Linked DNA regions of Mus musculus: all the other regions are linked to region 6. The links are chromatin contacts, called in public HiCAR-type, HiChIP or PLAC-seq, capture Hi-C and promoter capture Hi-C maps. All regions are on one chromosome and are shown on one strand. The core of a region is the stretch at or near the end of the contact, and the rest is flanking DNA. Distances in the headings are between cores, read along the strand shown. Region 1 holds the start of Pi4k2b (phosphatidylinositol 4-kinase type 2 beta). Region 2 holds the start of Anapc4 (anaphase promoting complex subunit 4). Region 3 holds the start of Sepsecs (Sep (O-phosphoserine) tRNA:Sec (selenocysteine) tRNA synthase). Region 4 holds the start of Zcchc4 (zinc finger, CCHC domain containing 4). Region 5 holds the start of Ccdc149 (coiled-coil domain containing 149). Region 6 holds the start of Adgra3 (adhesion G protein-coupled receptor A3). Region 7 holds the start of 8030423F21Rik (RIKEN cDNA 8030423F21 gene).

What was found. Promoter capture Hi-C pulls out the DNA fragments that hold promoters and counts their contacts. HiCAR-type assays count read pairs that join an accessible place to other places. HiChIP or PLAC-seq counts read pairs in DNA pulled down with a chosen protein or histone mark. Capture Hi-C pulls out chosen DNA fragments and counts their contacts.
Region 1: a promoter capture Hi-C map of hippocampal neurons shows a contact between it and region 6, with 4 times the contacts expected there. The contact joins the promoter of Pi4k2b here to the promoter of Adgra3 in region 6. A contact is called at or near these places in 4 of 39 promoter capture datasets (the 3T3-L1 cell line, hippocampal neurons, liver and 1 more) and 2 of 115 datasets of contacts at active chromatin or transcription factors (astrocytes and embryonic stem cells).
Region 2: a HiCAR-type map of astrocytes shows a contact between it and region 6, with 7 times the contacts expected there. The contact joins the promoter of Anapc4 here to the promoter of Adgra3 in region 6. A contact is called at or near these places in 3 of 39 promoter capture datasets (the 3T3-L1 cell line, 3T3-L1-derived adipocytes and liver) and 1 of 115 datasets of contacts at active chromatin or transcription factors (astrocytes).
Region 3: a contact with region 6 is called in an H3K27ac HiChIP or PLAC-seq map of embryonic stem cells, with 6 times the contacts expected there. The contact joins the promoter of Sepsecs here to the promoter of Adgra3 in region 6. A contact is called at or near these places in 3 of 39 promoter capture datasets (the 3T3-L1 cell line, hippocampal neurons and liver), 2 of 115 datasets of contacts at active chromatin or transcription factors (astrocytes and embryonic stem cells) and 1 of 9 other capture datasets (adipose tissue).
Region 4: an H3K4me3 HiChIP or PLAC-seq map of embryonic forebrain shows a contact between it and region 6, with 7 times the contacts expected there. The contact joins the promoter of Zcchc4 here to the promoter of Adgra3 in region 6. A contact is called at or near these places in 2 of 39 promoter capture datasets (the 3T3-L1 cell line and frontonasal cranial neural crest) and 1 of 115 datasets of contacts at active chromatin or transcription factors (embryonic forebrain).
Region 5: a capture Hi-C map of embryonic stem cells shows a contact between it and region 6, with 4 times the contacts expected there. The contact joins the promoter of Ccdc149 here to the promoter of Adgra3 in region 6. A contact is called at or near these places in 1 of 115 datasets of contacts at active chromatin or transcription factors (astrocytes) and 1 of 9 other capture datasets (embryonic stem cells).
Region 7: an H3K4me3 HiChIP or PLAC-seq map of embryonic forebrain shows a contact between it and region 6, with 7 times the contacts expected there. The contact joins the promoter of 8030423F21Rik here to the promoter of Adgra3 in region 6. A contact is called at or near these places in 2 of 39 promoter capture datasets (hippocampal neurons and liver) and 1 of 115 datasets of contacts at active chromatin or transcription factors (embryonic forebrain).

Annotation. Positions count from the first base shown.
Region 1 is chr5:52,740,216-52,743,033 of GRCm38.p6, reverse strand. It overlaps Pi4k2b (phosphatidylinositol 4-kinase type 2 beta), which reads right to left and starts at 1,460. Exons shown (of 10, transcript NM_025951.3): 1 at 1,066-1,460. The coding sequence starts at 1,315.
Region 2 is chr5:52,832,770-52,835,469 of GRCm38.p6, reverse strand. Anapc4 (anaphase promoting complex subunit 4) reads right to left here and starts at 1,335. Exons shown (of 28, transcript NM_024213.2): 1 at 1,078-1,335. The coding sequence starts at 1,206.
Region 3 is chr5:52,668,339-52,671,237 of GRCm38.p6, reverse strand. It overlaps Sepsecs (Sep (O-phosphoserine) tRNA:Sec (selenocysteine) tRNA synthase), which reads left to right and starts at 1,537. Exons shown (of 11, transcript NM_172490.4): 1 at 1,537-1,663; 2 at 2,185-2,339. The coding sequence starts at 1,550.
Region 4 is chr5:52,781,718-52,784,443 of GRCm38.p6, reverse strand. Zcchc4 (zinc finger, CCHC domain containing 4) reads right to left here and starts at 1,389. Exons shown (of 13, transcript NM_001308144.1): 1 at 1,230-1,389; 2 at 337-455. The coding sequence starts at 1,353.
Region 5 is chr5:52,470,302-52,473,001 of GRCm38.p6, reverse strand. It overlaps Ccdc149 (coiled-coil domain containing 149), which reads left to right and starts at 1,424. Exons shown (of 13, transcript NM_001379231.1): 1 at 1,424-1,651. The coding sequence starts at 1,604.
Region 6 is chr5:50,057,420-50,060,306 of GRCm38.p6, reverse strand. It overlaps Adgra3 (adhesion G protein-coupled receptor A3), which reads left to right and starts at 1,311. Exons shown (of 19, transcript NM_133911.1): 1 at 1,311-1,755. The coding sequence starts at 1,532. LOC115490186 (a long non-coding RNA gene) reads left to right here and starts at 1,764. Exons shown (of 2, transcript XR_003955916.1): 1 at 1,764-2,173.
Region 7 is chr5:52,617,680-52,620,379 of GRCm38.p6, reverse strand. 8030423F21Rik (RIKEN cDNA 8030423F21 gene) reads left to right here and starts at 1,369. Exons shown (of 3, transcript NR_045738.1): 1 at 1,369-1,493.

The sequences.
Region 1 (2,818 bases), core at 211-2,710, 2.7 Mb before region 6:
ATAGGGCCAAAGTGTCCACTGCAGCTGGCTGAACAGAGATTTGTGAAAGTGGAAAACTTCACATTCCTTTGCTCTATTCAGTGTTGCATGGCAAACTCATCCATCAGCTAACGTCGTGGTAAGGGCAGACCCCTATGTAGTTAATGTGTTTCAGAGACGACTTCCTTTAGGTCTCTTATTTAGAGGATTTGTGTTTGAATAAAAGTTGTTAGAACTCTTGACTTGCCCTGTTCAAATCATTTCAAGTCACATTAGCACACTGGTAGGTCAAATAAACTTAACTTCTAAGAAATGCAGTATTAATAACAACTACCTTCCCTGTGGCTTTTCCACAAGGAGTCATATGGAATGATGCTCGTGGAATAGTGCATATGATACTTCTTTGGATCCATCCTATCATCATCAAGTAGGAGAAAAAGGGAAAAAAAAAAAAAAAAAAAAAGCCAGTCTAGACTCCAGATGGATCTCATACAAATCTACTCCATTTCAGCCACACTCCACTCCACCGGTCCAAACTCACCACACAGACACCCAGGCCTGCAATAGCATGCCTTAATTTTTAGTTTAAACATTGTTAGTTAGCCTCTCTTTCAAAGGTCCACTTAAAATCAGCCCAGGAGATAATGAAAAGGTGTTTTTCTTTTTAAGCGCGCAAATATACTTTGCAGAGAGCTGGCGGCAGGAGTTCGCCCGCCTCCGCCCCCTCTGGCTAACGTCACAATAGCAACATTTAATAGAAAGTTTTGAAACTTGTCCCAGCGGCAAATGGTCATCCCTTCCTATTATCTCTCGGCTTATCATCCGCCCTGTAAACTCATGACTCCGACGAGAACTTTCTGGATCGTTGTGCGTTCTTAATTCAGAACTTAAGTCCAAACTTGAACAAACAACTTACGTCACAGTCCTGGATGAAGTTTCCCTCAGTGTTGGGTTCCCACTTGGACTGACTCTTTGGGGAAGCCTACAGAGTGAGATTTTAGTGGTCCCCGTTCTCCTGCCACAGAGGGAAAGGTGAGAGGAAACTGAGGCAGGGAAGGGCGGGTTGCGCGCGCGCATGGGTCGCACCTGAGCTCGTAGTGCGGGTCCGATCCAGCTCGGTGGACAAGCTCGCGGAGATCGACCCTTCCCCGGACACCGCCGGCGGCTCGTCGGTAGCGGGCTCGCGGAGGACATCCGCGCCCTCGTCCGCCTGCATTCTCACGGCGCTCCCGGGCGCGACCCTCCGCGGCTGGGCCCAGGCAACGCGAGGCAGCAGCGGCTCCCGCTCCTCGTCCTCGTCCTCCGAGGGGCGGGTGGGCTCGCAGGCCTCCGCCATGATGTCCCGGGGCGGCTCCGGCGCTCAGAGCCGCCGGGCTCCGGACTGGGACCCCAGCATCACGCCAAACCGCGGGGGACTGCTCCCACCGACGCCACCTCACCAGTCCACCAGCCCGCGCCGGCCACGCCCAGCCGCCGGCCACGCCCCGCCTCTCGAGCCCCGGGACGCCTTCCTTACGCCTGCGCAGAAGGACAGGGGGTGGGGCAAGCGAGGGTGGGGCGGGGCGGGGCGGGGTAGGGCATTGATGGCCACCTGTGTCTCAACTCCCAGAGCGTTGCCAGCCATTGCAGTGGATCCAGCAGAAAGCCAGGACCAGCGTCATTTCCGCGGGAGGTGCATCCCTTCCAACCTAAATAGTCCTCTCTTATTACTATATACATAATATACATTTATTTCACTAACTTTTCTCTAAAAGTTCATGAAGGCTGGGAGCTACTTCTATTACTATAGTCCATATGTTAAATATATAGTTTTGTAATCATAATCTGTGCATTATATGCATTTATTTGCTACTAAAATCGAGACGGGAGTGTATGTTTAGACATTCTTGATAGTGGTAATTTATAGATTTCTTTTGCTTTGACTGAAGTTAAACTAAGGTGTGTCAACACTTAGAAATCTTTCAAAGGCTGTATTTCGGCTGTGCTAATTTTTTTCCCTACTTCGCTGACTTTATTTTTTATTTTTATTTTGCTTCTTACTACTCATCTGTTTCACTTTTCTTTTCCTAGTTGTTTAGTAAAGATTAAAACATCGAGGAAGACCCGGGCGTGGTGGCGCACGCCTTTAATCCCAACACTCGGGAGGCAGAGACAGGCAGATTTCTGAGTTCCAGGCCAGCCTGGTCTACATAGTGAGTTCCAGGACAGCCAGAGCTACACAAAGAAACCCTGTCTCGAAAAAAACAAAAAACAAAAAAAAAAAAAAAAAAAAAAAATCGAGGAGGTTCCTACCTTTTAAACATAATGCCTTTAGAGCTGAGTTGCCTTCAGAGCTTTGCTTTAGCTGCGGTTCCACTGTTTTTGATGTAGTGTGCTTCACTTTTGACTCAGCTGATAATAGTTTATAATTACTTTTAGGATTTTCCTCTTTGATCTACTACTTTGAAATGTATTAATTTTCAAATTTAAGTACTGTGCTGGTTAGTTTTTGTCCACTTGATACAAAAGACTCTCTTGGGGAGAAGGACACTCCATTGAGGAACTGGCTCCATCAGAATAGTTTGTGAGCATATCTTTGGGGAATTTCTTGATTAATGTTTGATATGAAAGAACCCCATCCACTGTGAGTAATGCCATCCACCTACTATTTTGAAATTTTTATCTTGTTTGTTTCATCCTTCTTTATTGTTGTTGTTTTTTGGATGGGACAAATGTTCTATGTGCAGTTTTATGAAGAACATAGATTCTATAGTTCAGTGGCTTTTTGTTTCTTTGTTTGTTTTTGCTTTTTTTCTAAGATGGGATTTCTCTGAGTTGCCCTGGCCATCCTGGCTGGCCT
Region 2 (2,700 bases), core at 86-2,585, 2.8 Mb before region 6:
TTCTTTCTTTTTTTTTTTTTAAGGTACACCTACATGTATGTATTTGTACCACATTTGTGCAGTCAGTGCCCCAGGAGGCCAGAAGAGGCCATCAGTTCTCCCTGGAACTGAAGCTACCGACAGTTGTGACCATGTGGGTGCTATGAACCAAACCTAGGTCATTTATAAGAACAGCAAGTGCTCTTGATAGCTGAGCCATGTCTCCAGCCCCTTTTGTATCTTTTAAACTTACCTTTTTGAAAAGGTTAAAAAGCCTATCCAAGACAATAGACAAAAGAAGTAACACAAACAACATGAATATGTAGGTGACATAGTAAAATAACAACAATAATGACTGCACTCTTAGCCCACGCCTTAGCTATGTCACCAGCCATGGATCTTAGAGACAGAGCCGTGCCACACAACACGATAATGCAATCTGGCACACTAAGCATTTCTGGGTGCTAGGCCTTCCTTACCACCTAGTTTTACATAGGTGAGGGTGCTAAGTGGCATGGATGATGGGACCCTTTCAAGATGGCTGTCAGGTAATAGTCATCCTCCACAGAAAGATGGGTATCTAGTTGTACTTGATATCGCATGTTCACGTTCCTAATGTCAGAAATGCTAACTGACAACGTCCACACGCATTCTGTCTGCAATTCTGTGAGGCATCAGCCTTTCAACTTAAAGATCTTCTAAATAGCTAGATGTAACAAAGATGTAAAACCTCGGAACCAAGCATCCTCTGTAGCAACTGCACACACACACACACTTCCAGTTGGACTTGACAGTTCATCTTCATTCTCTACTAATCTGAAACCAACTTTGGGCGGGGTCTGATGGTGCATCCCTGGCCAAATCAATTCCTGGAGTCCTGGGTGTGCAGAACTTGGAGGGAATTTGTTCTTCTGGGCCATACAGGAAATGGAATACACATCCTGTCTGGAAGGCACAGTATTTTACACAGTCTCTTAAAGTTAACAGCCATGCTGAGATGTAGGGGCAGGAGAGATGTGCGATTCGCCACGTCTGCCAAAGGGGAAACTGAGGCTCGAGGGTCCCAGCCCAGGCGACCTCTCTCACCAGCTCACTTACCTCGCCTGTAGTGTTGGCCAAAGCAATGAGGTCTCGCTTGGGGGACCAGGCCAAGAAAATAATCTCCTGTGGCAGCTGCTTCTCTCCCACCACCCGAAAGGATGGGAAACAGGTCGGAAAGCGCAGCATGGGTGCGGCCCTGCAACGACGTGCGCGAGAAGGCCGCCGGAGCACCCGGCCACAAAGCTCTGGCACAAAGCCCTGCCAGCAGCGGTACCTGCCAGAGTCGCAGACTCGGCCTACTCCTAGCCAGCGGCCTTCCCCGCCCTCTCACTCCGCCCTCCGCGCTCGGAGAAAGCTTCCGGCGCCGACGCCGGGACGTCTTCGCGAGAGGAAGTGAGTGGCACAGCAGCCGCGCGCCGGTGGGGCGGGGAGAGCGCAGGGCGGGGCTTGATGTAGGGCGGAGCCGTGTGGGCGGGGCGAGCGAGTGCTTAGGGCAAAGTTAGCCTAGGCTACAGCGGGTGAGGGCGGGGCTAGAAGGGAGCGGAGCTAGGCCGTAGCTGGGCGTGGCTAGGGCGGAGCGAGCTCTGGTGTCTCGGAGGTCCCCTACTCTGGGCTGCCCGCTGCACAGCAAGTACCAAAGGAATCCTTAACCCTGTATACGCGGACGTGTGGGAACCCTTCCAGGCCTTTTCCGTTTGCTCAGAAATTCGCTGCTGTGTACACAATCCCTTTTGTTCTAGGTTTAGGCTCTAATCAAAACTCCGGACTCACACACTGGACCTCCTTTGGCACACAGTCGTTTTCAGCCCTGGATGCATTGTAGAATTTAAAACAACAAACCTCTCTATCAGGCAGCATTTTAGCAAATTAAAAGAGGGTTAACATTGGACGGAAATCACCATTTAAAAAGAAAACAAAACACTGAATGATTCCTATCTACAGACATATACTGTTAAAGTGCTTGCACCCTCCCTAACAGGGACAAATAGTGTGTTTTCTTTCGCCTTATTTAAATGATTTCTTGACTTGTAGCAAACTCACCACAGTTAAGAGGAAACAGGATTTATTCTGTGGCTATCTAAGCATTCAATTTTGTGAGAAAATGTGGACAGACACTGCCCAGGCAACCTCAATTGTCAATCTGTTGATCACAACTGCTCTGGGTTTTAAGTATAAAGACCACTCTGCAAGAAGGGAGAGCAAAGTAAGTCTACATTTTATCATCAGTAGTACTGTTTATCAAAACTGTTTCCCTCTGTCATGGTTTGAATATGCTTTGCCCAGGGGGTGGCACCATTTGGAGGTGTGGCCTTGTTGGAGTAGGTGTGTCACTGTGGGTGTGAGCTTTAAGACCTCATCCTAGCTGCCTTGAAGTCAGTATGCTGCTAGCAGACTTGATATGAAGTAGTAGAGCTCTCAGCTTCTCCTGCACCATGCCTGCCTGGATGCTGCCATGTTCCCACCTTGATGATGTCCGACTGAACCTCTGAACTCAGAGATCTGCATGGCTCTGCCGCCTGTAATGCTGGAATTAAAGGTGTATACCACCATGCCTGAATCTAAACTTAGCTGGATGGGATCTTACCCCCAATCCCTTAATCTTTTATTTCCTAGAACGTAAGATTCAGCTCCATTTCACTTCCTGGTGCCCCTTTAATATGTGAACCACATTTTGTATTT
Region 3 (2,899 bases), core at 288-2,787, 2.6 Mb before region 6:
GATAGAAGTAAGTGGCTTGGTTATTGTTAGAATTTTTTTTTTGACCCAGGTTAAAATAAAATCAGAACTTAGAGAGACTATACAGGCTGTATCTTTTGGCAAGGAAATACCACAGACCACCCTGAAAATGGACATACACTATCTAAAATACATTTTAAAAATCAATCTAAAAATGGTGAAATGGCCATTGAGGTCATGGTTCAGCCCACTTTTGTAGACTTTTCCTAGACTATGTTGTAGGCAGGTTACAATGATCCTCAGTTAACCTCAGTGATCTTTGTCAAGCTTCACAGCTAATGTTGACTTGGGAGACTAACCAGCTTGTCTATGTTGCAATGAGTGGCTCCATAGAGACATGTGATATCCTTTTGAAGATATCTGGTAGCCCCTAAGCAAATGTCCCGGGAGGCTCAGAGATTAGCCGAGCAAAAGGTCCAACCATTTACCACATCCTTTCTTTTCAAAGGCAGGGGCTAGGCACCGGTAGTGTACAATGGTGCCTTTGAATAGCTGCAGGATTGTGACCTTTGTATGCTCAGGGATTTTAATGGGTAAGAAAGCTGGCTTGGCAGTGATCTCTCAGAACATTTTCATTGTTTCCCACATCTCCCCTCTTTCCCCATGAGCCTTTATTTTTATATGGCTACGATTCTATGAAATAGTGCATTACAGAGTCCCGTAGCTTCTTGTCCATTTTTGTTGTGGTGCCCAAAAAAGGTGAGGAACTCTTCTTCCCTCAAACATTTCAAAGTCATATAGAATTTGCAGGCCATGTGTGCTTGCTTGCTGACATGTAAGTACATATATGTTCTACCAGTGGGGAATTCCTACATTTGGTAGACTACTACTATGTTCTAAAGATACACTATTCATGGACAAATGTTAGTACAAAGTTCTTAAAGGAATTCTGTAGATCTAAACTTAGTAGAGAAAACTCTAGATCTCAGGTAAGATATGCATAAGGTTCCTCTTCCCATAATATGATGGTGGGTTGAGTTATTGCAGATTATTGCATAATTTAAAATGAAAAGAGTAACTATCATGAGATAAATTTGCCGCGAGAGCAGGGCTCTATCCTTTCCTAAGGTTGTCAGGCAGTAGGAATTGCTGAAATATATCAAGGTATGTATGATGTAAGGTTCTGGAATCTGACACAGTCTGGGGAAGACTCAAACAATATGACTGGAACAGATCATAAATTGTCATTTCCTGAGAAGCCCACACAATGACTCTTCTGCCTTCTCTGCCCTCTCTTGAAGTACTAGTGTTCTTGATTACAAGAGGGCTTACCTAGCCCAATCCAACTCCCCTTTCTTCTGGCCGGAAACCCGTTAATCTTGCCAACTCTCTCATATATACTCAAGGTTTCCAACTTCTTCCCAAGTGCTTGTGGTGTTGGGGAATGGGAGTGGAGGGCCACCAAGACGGCTCTGCGCATGCGCGGAAGTCGAAGGCGGCGTCTTAGGGTGTTTTGGGTCCACGGCCGCCCCGTACCGTCCGGGCAGCGCGTTGCATCCTGGGCCTCGGTGTGTGTTCAGTGGGCGCCGTCATGAACCCGGAGAGCTTCGCGGCGGGCGAGCGGCGGGTGTCTCCGGCTTACGTGAGGCAGGGCTGCGAGGCTCGGCGCGCCCACGAGCACCTCATCCGGCTGCTTCTAGAGCAGGTACTCGGCGCTCGGGCTCGGCGTGTGCCGAGAGGGGCGGGGCAGCGCGGCGCCTTGGTGTGTGCGGAGCTGTCAAAGTCCAAGGGCTTGGTCCGCCGGGGCCATTCGGGGATAGATCGCATGCGGCCGGTAGACCTGCGCCCGCGGGCAGCTGCCCGCCGCACCTCTCTGGCCTCACCTCTTGACGGGAGTCCTGAACCGTAGTGCCCCCAGGGTCTGCCAGCCCCTAGTTTGAAAACTCACCCGAGGACGTCACCTTTTCAGTTTCCCTAACTCCACTGAGCCCTCGCAAACTTCAGTGGCCATATTACATAAGTCCGCAACCTCTATAGTTTGTAGTCAAATAGAAAACGAACGTTTGGCCAATTGGCAAACGTTCCTTCATAGCTGCTGAGTTTATTTCTGATGTGAGGAATCAAGGGTCATTAAAACACATTAAAAGGAATTCAAGTACATTGATGTGGAGTTTTAGGGGCCGATAATTTACCTGAATATAAATGCCATTACTTTTTTTTTTTAAGGGCAAGTGTCCAGAGGATGGCTGGGATGAAAGTACCCTCGAACTCTTTCTGCATGAGCTTGCAGTCATGGATAGCAACAATTTCTTGGGTAATTGTGGTGTGGGAGAAAGGGAAGGGAGAGTGGCCTCTGCTTTGGTTGCTCGACGACATTACAGGTATGGTTCTTAAACTACTTATGAAATTATTTACTTATTCATTCATTCTGGGAATGGGAGTGGAAGGAACTTAAAATAATGGTGGTGGTATTCCTACTAAATTATAAAGTTTCCACTCAGAAATAATCCCTTCCCTCATGAAATGGGTAATGGGTACAGAAATCAAACGGAACTGAGAGATGGAACTGAGAGACTTGGAGCTTTCAAGACAGTAGTTCTGATATATGGTGGTTTCCTCTTTCATCCAGCAGACTGGTCAACATCACTGGTGCTGTGTTCTGACAATATTTAAACTAGTACATCTGTTATAAAAACTTAATGAAGCAAAACAAAGCAAAATTTAAAAAAGCATAGTTACGGCTGAGGAGCTGGCTCGGTGGTTAAGAGCACTGACTGTTCTTCCAGAGGTCCTGAGTTCAATTCCCAGCAACCACATGATGGCTCACAACCATCTGTAAGGGGATCTGATGCCTTCTTCTGGTGTGTCTGAGGACAACTACAGTGTACTCATATACATAAAATAAACAAGTCTTTAAAAAAAAAAAACAGTTCATTTCAAA
Region 4 (2,726 bases), core at 140-2,639, 2.7 Mb before region 6:
TTGCACTCATGTGTGCATACCAATAAATAGGTGCACACACATATACACATAATTAATCATTAAGCTGGGCAGTGATGGCACACATTTATAATTCCAGGACTCAGGGGGCAAAGGCAGGCCAGCCTGGTCTACAGAATCAGTTCCAGGACAGCCAGGGCTACACTGAGAAACAATGTCTCAAAAAAAAAAAAAAAAAAAAAAAAAAAAAAAAAAAAAGGAAAAAAAAAATCTTTAAAAATACCAAATGCACTAAAATAAAGAAATCCTTTTATATAATGCTTAAACTTCATGTTTACTGGTTCATTCTCCGTAAAACTAGCCAAAATGTTACTGTACCTTTTCATCTTCCCACTGAAAAAAGTTACAGTCTTTTCTATCTCTACAGGCTGAGCAGGCATAAAACTTTCGTGTTTCTTCCTTCCCTTGGTTCACTTTTACAAAGAGAAGAGTAGGCCCTAGTTCCAGAATAGGAAGAAAAAATAAGTATCAAGCAGTAGTCTACACCAAGTTTCTCTGCCTTAAATAAAACTTATTTAGGCATTATACATAATTTATAATTCAATGTACTATCCTCTTTGATAAATCTTATTTTCTTCCATTGCAACACTGATGCATTTGAATATTAGAAATAATTTTTAAAACTGCTCTCTTCAAAAAGAAAATGCTTTCTGTTTACATTACAATAGTCAACAGCTGGGGTCCATGACGAAAGTATGCTTAAAAGAACAAACGCGAATAAAACAAGGGGGAAAGCCCGGAGAACTGCAAGGTTTGCCGTTACCATTTTCAGTGAAACCCTGAGCTTTACAGTTGGAAAGCCGCAAGAAGTAAACTTAATTAGGCTTCCAGGGTTTTGTTGTTTATTCTAACTTCAAAACAATAAAACCCCATCAATTCAACAAATTAAATTCCGCTAAGAACTTGTCAGCAAGAAGCCTTCAGCCCCGTGCATTCTACGTTCGGCTTTCTCCCTAACCTGTCCCCCAAAGCAGAGATGCTAACAGCTCTGGAGACAAAGCTCCAGCAGCCAGGACCTCTCTGGGGGTTTACTAAATAGAGTGACAAACACTTTCTGAAACCGGGTGTTATTCACGCATCACACAAGGTAAGGAAGAGGGGGTGGGAAAAAGCCTTCTCTTCCAGACACAAATCCGAAAAACCCGCAGAGCACCTAGCCCAAGCCTCGCCATTGGCGCCGCCGGCAAGGCTGAGCGCAGACGCCGACCCACCGTGCGGGCACAGCGGGGCAGGAGCCGTGGGGTTCGAGGGAAGCGCCACCTCTACCCCGGACGCCCTACGCCCCGCGTCGCCATCACCCTCCAGGGACTCAAGACAGTCCATGGGCGCCGCCATCTTTCTGCCGAAGTCCCGAAAGCCTCTGTCCCAACCAAGGAGGCGGAGAAAGAGCGCCGCCGCGGCACGCGGAACCCACAGCGCCCCACGCGTCCTGGAGGAGCCATGCCGCCGTCAGACCCAGAGTGAGAAACTAAGCAGGACACCCACCCACCCACCCACCCACCCACCCACACACACACCCGTGGGGGTTCTGGGGTGAAGCTGGAAGGCCTATGCCAAGAGAGCACCTATAACCAGGAGAAGAGATGAATCTTTAGAACAAAGATCTGATTAGATTATAGATCCAAAAGAGCAACAAAGAGGTAAACAATGGCTGAACCACACAGCACAGCAGCTCTATTGCGTTTAACAATGCCAAAGAACTGTCTAGTCTTTTGGTTTGGTTCTGTTCTGTTCTGTTCTGTTCTCTGACAGGGTTTCATGTAGTCCAGGCTAGCCTCTAACTCCCCAGTAGCAGAGTGTAGCCTGGAACTCCTAATCTTTTGCCTCTACCTCCCAAATGCTGGGGTTACAAACACATGCCTCACCATGCCTGGAGCTCATCTAACACTTGCTCTTACACGTAATTATTGAATTCTCGTTCTCGTTTGTACCTCAGGAAAAGAATGTCGCCATTTGCCAGTGGCAGTTGTCTACATAAAAAATATCAAAGAATGTACACTTTTTAAATAACTTCTAGGTTAACTTGAGTTTGGTAAGTTTCAGGATATGAGACTAACATACCCTGGCAGTGATTGTCTAAACATAAAATTTAGAATACCACTTAGAATTTCCAAGCAAAAGAAGCATGTATTTGTTTAACGTACACAGGTCTCATGAGCAGAAAACTAGAAAATGTGGTTGAAAAAAAAATCAAGAAAGATCTAAATAAATGTGGAAGCGTGGTCTGTTCATTACACGGGAAACGGAACACAGTAAAGATGCCACCTCCTACCAGGTTAAGTGCAGACAGGTTGAGTGCAGTTTCTAGCAAAATCTCAGCCAGATATACAAAGTATTATTCTGAATTTTATAGGGAAAGGCAAAGAAATGGCTAAAATAATTTTAAAAGAAAATAACCAAGTGGGAGAGATCAGTCTATCTAATTCCAAACAGTGGTAGTAGTAGTCAAGGCTCATTCATACACACATCTGTCAATGAAATTGCAAATTGTAACACGCGTACATGCGTGTATACACACATGCACATGCACACACTCTGATCTGAATAAGGTACATGAGGAGGTATATAATTATGATAATAAAGCAGCCTTCAAAAATGATACAGTCTTCTCTTTTCTGAGGAAAAACTTTGGTGAGAAAAATCCCACACCTTAGATTTAGGTACACAGTTATTCACCAGTTTACAACAGGCACAAATTCTAGAAACTC
Region 5 (2,700 bases), core at 175-2,674, 2.4 Mb before region 6:
AGAGATAATGGAAAGATTTTGGAAACACAGAAGAGAAGGGAAGAACAGAGCTCGGCCTTTCCCATTCTCATCATGTAGCATGCTGGGGCCAAGGCCGCTTCTCCACTTTTCAGCACCCAGCTTCCATGTCACAGAACTGACCCGCTCTCAGCAGGAACTGACAATGTAAATCCATGGTGGCCGTGAGGTTTCTACAGCTGCCAAATGGACTTACCAACTTCTCAGGCCACCTACTCCTTTATACAAGCTGAGTTTCCCCAAGTATGGAAAGCTTTCTGTTGGCAACTATGTGGGGGCGGGGATCACATAGCATTCATCTGAGGTTCCCTCTGGAGGTCTCTAGTCTTCCTTTCCCATGAAAGTTTCATGGAATTATCTTTAGAAAGTTTTTTTTTTTGAAAATTTTATACAATATATTTTAAATATTCTTATATTCTTTCCTCTTCTTCAAGACCTCCTAGGCCCCTTCTCTTCACCCCCAACTTCTTATTTTTTCTCTCTCATAAAAACCAAAACAAACAAAAGCATTTAAAAAAATCCGTGACGTTCTATTGTGTTGGCTGACTAGGACTGAACACGGGGCCTGCCTTGCCGTGTGTTTGAAATATCACTCTGTTAAGAAAACGGATTTTCCCTCTCCCAGAAGCTATCAGTTGCAAGTCGCTTCTTGGTTAGGGGTGAGACTTTGCGGCCATGTCTCTTCTCATTTTTGTGTCTGACTTGGGCTTGTGTGTGTTTTGAGAGTCCATATGAGCCCTGTTGTGCTTGCAAACTGTTTCCTCGAAGTCACCCACCATCTCTGACATCTCTTTGCAGCCTTTCCACCTCCTCTTCTACACAGAGCCCTGAATAGCACAATCTTCAGCTGGCTCCTCTCTTAACTCATGCTAAATCCCACCACCAAGCTTTTTGGCCCTATTCAGAATTTAGAGTTTTATTTTCAAACTTTGTACTTGCGTTCTAGTACGACATCAGATACTTAAAAAGAAATGTTGGTCGCTTTAAAAATCAGTATAATGTATGTACAGTATGGTGAGCTTCATTCATACGCTCGACCAAAAGATGTAGAGCATCTACTGCGTGCCAAGGTTGCTCCAATGTGTACTCAGGGGAAAGAAGGGCCCTTCCTTGGTGGAGCTTCAGTTTCAATGGTAGAGGCCTGACCTGGCAGGGGATGGCTGGATGGAGGAGTTTGGCTTCTCGACCTGGGGATGACACCCACCTGTTCGCCAGCCTCCCTCCCTCACCACAGGCCTGGGAATGCTGGAGTCTGGGGTTATGTGATGGTTCACATGCAGAGTCCCTTCCTTCCCTAGGAGACACAGCTGGTGGCCTGGGGTCCCCGGGGTGCCGCGGCTGGCACCGGCCCCGAGCCACTGTAGGGCAGTGGTTGGGGCCCGGCTCCTCCTCCCCTTCCTCCGCGGAGGCTGACGTGGAGGCAGCGGCGCGGGCAGCCGCGGGAGGCGGCGGCGCGGAGGCTCGGAGGTTCCTGGCCCTCTCCGGGCTGCGCGGGGCCGGGGTGGCGGCGGCGGCGGCGGCGACAGGAGCAGGAGGAGGAGAAGGGAGGCGGTTGTGCAGCCCGCCCGCGCACGCAGGAGGGGACATGGACGGCGATCGGACCGAGAGCGACTGGCAGGGGCTGGTGAGCGAGGTGAGGCCGGGGCTCCGGATCGGCCTCCTGAGCCGCTGCAGCAGGTCCCCAAGCCCTGTGAGCCCGGGTAGCAGGTGGCCGCGGCAGGACCTGCAGGTGCACGGTCCACCCCTCACGTTCGGGCCTGCGGGGGAGCCGCGGTCGCCCGCACCATCTGGTGCCAGGCTTTGGGGAGGGGCCTTTCGCTCGCCAGCGTTTGGCCTAGGATTGGAGAGACTGAGAAGCCCTGGGATCCGGGAGGGGAAAGAGCCAAGCCCCACCTGCCTGCCTAGTCACCACTGTTATGGAGGCAAGCGATTGGATGATTCCCGATGCTGAAAAGGTGACGCCTGAGGGACCATCCGGGCCCTTGGGTAACAACTGGGCAGGTGCAATGACTTGGAGCAGCGGTTTAAGTGAAAGAGTTTGGCATCCTTGCAATGGTTGGTTCATGCGTTCACTTACTCCACTCTCTGAGCTCCTGTTTCCCGCACCTACTATGTGCTGTGAGGTAGTGAAACCATTCATTTCTCAAAGGAAAATGAGACAGGTACAGAGGTGATGTGACCTGTGGATATAGACAACTCCACGCCCTCCCCTGTGAATGGGCCAGAAGGAAGCTTTCAGACTCTTAGGCTGCCTTCTCTCTGATCCACCCAGTTGGTTGGCTCGGGTCAGGCAGCTAGCTTCTCCAGGTGAGAGGGATCCTGATGTCTTCCTTCCCCTAGCAAGCTACCAATTCACCTCCCTCACCTGTATGGACGGCTCCTCCATTATCTAGCCACTTAACACCCAGTGTGTGTAGAGCAATGAACTCCACCACTTAGAGCCACTTAGTTTAGTTCCTTCAAACATTGGTCTAGCACTGGAAGGGGTTATGTCTCGGCCCACGGCCCAGCTCTATCTTCTCTGTCAGGTTATCTTCTCTATCAGGCTTTGTGTCAAGGAATATATCCACTGGGAATCTCATCTCTGGGCCCATCCAGAATCATCTATAGCAGTAAAAGATGATGAAGGTGGGGGTGGGTTCTCCATGGAAGTCCAGGAGTGGGTGCTGACTTAGAAGGTAC
Region 6 (2,887 bases), core at 62-2,561:
AGATAAATTTTAAGCTCTAGATAGCCACCCTTAACTAACTTGGATACTATAGGTCTGGATCCCTCTTTTCCTTGTCACATGCCAACTTCCAGAGCCAGAATAATTCTCTCCTCATTGATGTATTAGTAGATGCTATATGCACCACTGTGTTTAGATATTAGATAGTTAAATCTCAAGAAGTATCAAGTGATGCACAATTCGCACTTATCTAAGTGTCTTGGTAGCTTATTTACTATGGAGAACGCCAAATACATATATCTGGGACATGATCTTGGAAATTTTTTTTCGGAGGTCTTTTTAGATCCAAGTTAAAAAATGCCTGCCATGGACCCTGCTTCTCTTCCAGTTCTCTCGATGTAAGATCAAGCAGCTGGAATAACCACTCCTGTCTCTGTGACAGCCTAAGGGTGGCTGTGTTGGGAGGGACGGATAGGCTGATTGGGCACAGGTGTGTACACAGGTGCCACGCCCCACCTGTTGCTGAGTGGAACCAGTATAGGAAGCAAGGCCAGCAGGGGATGGACAGGCCACTGGCTGTGTCCACGGGCTGTGATCACGTGCTCCTTACCTGCTAAGTTACAGGGTTGAACTCCAAAGTACGCGAGGTTTCTGTATACCAAGTTGCTCCTTCCTGGATGTTAAGGAAGTCTGTTTCTCAAAGGAGAATAAAACTCATTTTGTTGGCTTGTATAGTCTCTATAAACTTAAACATAGGGTAGGAGAACCCTGGTCTTGCAAATGTTAGGGTGGGGTCTGCGGTCTTTGGCATGAATAATAAAATTCAGCTTGGGTTTCTTGGCTGCTTCGTCACTGTTGCTCCAACTGGTTAACATCTGATCTACCTGTGGACTCAGAAATTTCGGTTGAATGGTCCCCATGCATCCTCAGCCTGCCCACAGCTGCTTCAGGCCAGGGGCAGCTTCCGAGTTCAGTTTATTGGGAAGAAACCTGTTTCTGGCTCTGGCGGATAATGAAACTTTCTACCATGGCCTTTCTTTGGAAAGATTGGTTTCAGGCTCTTTCCCCTCGTCAGGTTGGAGAAAGGAACTTCACCCCCTCCAGCCAGGGCTCTTAGGGGCGTGCAGGGCGGCTTTGTCTGCCAGGCGGCGGCGCCAGGAAACGTGGAGCAGAGCCGCAGGGCTGCTGGAGTTAGACTAGTCTAGAACTTTCTTCCGCTGGGTCCAGGAGCAGCGGAGTTCCGGCCAGGACCTGGGGGCGTGCCCGGGTCGAGGTCGGGTCGGCTGCGGGCCTGAGAGCGCGCGGGGCTGGGGTGGGAGGAGCGGTCGCGCGGGGAGGAGCCGGCGGGAGGAGGCGGCGCTCCCGCGGGCCGAGCGGCGAGCTGGGACCCGGCGGCCCTGACCCCGCGGCTCCGCGGAGGGCGAGCGCGGCCGCGGACAAAGGAGCATGTCGTCGCGAAGCGGGACCGATCCTCGGGCCGCCGGGAGGCTCGGGCCACCGCCAGGGCCGCCCCGCCCCGCCGCCGCCCGCTAGGCCGGTGCCGTCTCTCGGCCCCGCAGGCCCGGTCAGCGGCATGGAGCCGCCGCCGCCGCTGCTGCTGCTGCCGCTGGCGCTGCTCGCTCTGCTGTGGGGAGGAGAGCGCGGGGCCGCGGCGCTGCCCGCGGGCTGCAAGCACGACGGTCGGGCCCGGGGTACCGGCCGAGCGGCCGCCGCCGCCGAGGGGAAGGTGGTGTGCAGCAGCCTGGAGCTCGCGCAGGTTCTGCCCCCGGACACGCTGCCCAACCGCACGGTCACCCTGTGAGTAACCCACGACGCCCCGCTGCCCTTTCCTGGGCTTCCCTCGCTCCCGGGTGCGCGGAATGGGCGCGGGGGTCTCCCGGGTATACACGCTCCTTTGTGTGCGCGCGGCGGCGGGCTGGGGGTGGTGCTGGAGAAGCCCTGTGGCTTAGTGTGGGACCAGGGTGGCCCATCGCCTTCGCAACCGCCTCTGTTCCCCCTCTGCTAGTTTTGCAAAGAAAAGTTTTCGGGGTTCCCGGGAGCGTCCCATGCCATCCCTGCTTTTGCTGTGCTCCGGCCGCCGAATACCACGTGAAGATGCTAATAAACACTCAGTCGGTGCAGTCCAAGCTCATTCATCCTGGCTCGGGGCTTCTGGGGAACACCCTGTGTGCTCCGAAGTCTTCATCCTAACTGTGGAAATGAAGTTGCACCTGAGGTAGATCCAGTTTGCAGGACGCCACAGTTTAGGGTGGCTCTGTGTGGTCTCCAAACCTCTACGAAGCTCTCGTCGCTTTCTGCCTTACTTTTAGTGCTCTTTCAGAACAACTTTTAGAGTTACTAATTTCGGAGAAATGTAAGATAAAAGTTGTCCAAGTCCATTTCAGCCCCATACTGAAGTCGGAGAGCTCTCGGGAAAGCCAGGAACTTCGGGATTGAAAACAGTGTGTGTTGAGTGAGCCCTCCAGAGGTTGGAAGGACTTCGGGTTTTCAGTGTGGGTTTCCACCTGGAAGGAAAAGTTTGGTAACTCAACTGTGCTATAGGATCCAGGGTTCAGTCCTGGAAACGTGGTTCTTTGTGCCAGCTGGACAGAGCGGTTGGCCCAGTGACTTTAGATTCAGTTTTCTGTGAAAGATGAATTGGTCTGGAAAAGTTTGAGTCACAGTGTTTGTAGCGGGTATTTTGGCAGGCTGAAATCTGAGTCCCTGGGCGTCTTGCTTCCCTATGTTGTTTTGGTAGGTTTCTTAAAAAAGAATCAAGGCTGCCACTATGCATACATAAAGGAAAAGACATGTGTGATCAATGAACCCACTTAAAGTAGGATTTTTAATGTAGCCTAACTATACGGAAGGATATTTGGTGGGATAGCCTAGTCACATAGCCTAGTCAACACCTTTATTGACTTATTTCCATCCCCTCCCTCCCTTCCTT
Region 7 (2,700 bases), core at 120-2,619, 2.6 Mb before region 6:
AATGCTGGATCCAGATGTTCTGGGAGAGCATTACCTAGCTACTCCCTGACCAAGTACCCATGTCTACAGGTCCAGATTCAACCAAGGGTTTTGAGACTTCAAAGATTTGGCTGAGAGATGTCTCCATTCACCACCCAGGTTCTGCCCAGGTCCTCAAAACTTCTTCCCAGGGGTCTTGTTTTGGGCCACTGGGATTCACAGAAATGGATCACGGGGGACACAACAGAATGGGGGAAAACATGGGGGTGTGCCATGCATCTTGAAGACTGTTTGCCAGGGGTGATGTCCACAACATCCACATTGGTCTTTCATTCTCAGAGCTTGTGGCCTTGAGCAGTGGTTGGCCTGCAGGCCTTCTATGCCTTCTATGGCCTCACCCCAGTGCTGTAAGATGGGCAGGACGCTCTGCCCAGGAAACCAGACTTTTGAAGGCTGAGGCACCTGTTCTAGATTCCCAAAGCTGGGGGTGGCAGGTAGGAACTGACTCCAAGTCAGCCGCACTAGCATGCAAAGAAGGGGCCATGTTAGGGTCCAGACATTCCCCTGAGGATCAGGGTGGCAAGGCCCAGTGCCCTCTTCCTTGACAGATGTCAGTGCCTATCTAGCTGCTGGGCTCACCAAAATTTGGAAATATGATTTATACTTGTCTTGATGAATCAGTAAAGTGATCAGGTGGGAAGAAAAAATTCGGTTGAGGGCATTAGGAGAAGGGCTAGGGAACACTCTGACATGTTTGCAATCTTAATGTTTCTTTTTTTCCCATCTATCTCTCTTCCTCTCTCTGCATAATATATCTCCATCTTTCCTCATCTCTCTATTCTTTACCTCTCTCCATCTATCCCTTTCTCTCTCTTTAAAAAAATTATGTGCATAATGTTTCGTCAGTATGTGTGCCTGTGCCTGTGCCTGTGTACCACCGTATCTGAGGATGTCAGAAGAGGGTGTCAGATTCCCTGGGCTTTCAGTTATGGTTAGTTGTGAACCACCATGTGGGTGCTGGGAATCGAACTCAGGTCCTCTGGGAGAGCAGCAGGTGCACTTAACTGCTCTGCCACCTCCCAGTCTTCTTTCCCTGTCCTTATCCCCATCCTCTTTGTCCTTCTATTTTTTTTTTTTTTTATCTCTTCCCATCTCTATTTCTTTATGGCTTCTTCTCATTCCTAATTCTTCTCTTCTCCCCTTCCTCTTCCTCTCCTTTCTCTCCCCCCCCCCCTGCACCCCACCCCGTGTCTGTCTCCAGCCCCACTCCCCCCTTCCCTGCCTGCCCCTTACTTCAAGCATTCAGGGTTTCGCCAGGGGGCTAATCAACATGGGGGGTGGGGCTACACAGCTCTCCGAGTTTATTCACTGAAACAACTCTGTATTACCAGGACTTGTTCGCCGCGAAACTGACTGCTTACGTTTTATGTGGCCATTGATCTTTAATCTGAGTCTGCCTGGAGGTTTCCTATAACATCAGGACTCCCTGGCCCTAGATGTGATTGCACACCGGAGTAAGTGGCGGCCCAGGCTGCTCTTTTCTCATCGGAGCAGCTGAAATGGTTGTATGGTGGGTGGAAAGTGCTGAGGTGTGGGTTCTATAAATAGCTGAGCTTGGTGGCGCGGTCTCCTCGGGGTGCCGGGCGGCGCGGATCTGGGGATGGGGTGCGGGCTGCAGTCGCGGGGGAGGCTGCTATCTATAGCGCGCTATTTTTAGCTGCATCAGCCGAGGAACCTGACAGCCGGTTAATGACTGCCACCCGCCGCGCGTCTGCGCGCCCCGGCTTTGGCACGCCAGGAGCAGCTGCGCCATGCTCAAAGTTGTCGCCTCGGAAAAGGCCTCTCTCCCTGGGAAGCAGGGCTGTTGCAAGAAGGCACTGGGCCTTGCCACCCTGATCCTCGGGGGAATGTCCGGGTTTTAACCACAGCCCCTTCTTTGCACGTTAGTGCAACCTGGAGGGAGACTGCAGAGAGGGGGCGTGCGTGCGGCCTGAGGTGGGCAGGACACAACAGGAGGCAGACCTGAGAGGCCAGAGTGCTCTCCTTGAGCCCTGGGGAAGTCAGACACCTGGCCAGAAGACTGGGGGCGGCCACCTTGACTCAGAGATCATGATTTCCATAGGGAAAAGTCCTGCAGTTTGGAAATGAGATGTCCTTGAGAGATGTGCTGTTACGGTTTTATAGACGTGGTGCTGTGCACACGGAGGCTGAGTGATTTGCTCAGGAACACAGAGCCTGCCACCTCTCTCTGTACCCTCTGCAGCTGCTGCACCCTGTCAAGGGCCTGGTGACAGTGACACTCTGAACAGATCCCACAGCCTCCAAGCAAGTGGCCACTAGCTTATCATTAAGATGGAGTGGGGGCCTGAGAAGGGCCAGGGTCCCTGGTGGGAGGAGACCTGTGGCCATTTCACACAGGGAAGAGGGTCAACATGAAGTCTGAGCCCCTCCTATACTCCTCCTCCATGGCACTGAAGGGTGCGGCAAGCAGCAGGGCTTAGTCACGGTTCTGAGCCCTGTGTTATACAGATTGGCGCAGAGTCCTCCTTGCAATCCTAGAGATGCAGGAGAATCAGTGCTACCATCGCTTTAAAGACGGAGAAGAGAGACACAGAGAGGTTAATTAGTTGTTCAGGGCCATCCACTTAGGAAAGAGGGATTGAAACTGGGGGTCATCTGGCCATTGGCTATCTGTACCCTGAGACTCCCCACTGCCTCTGC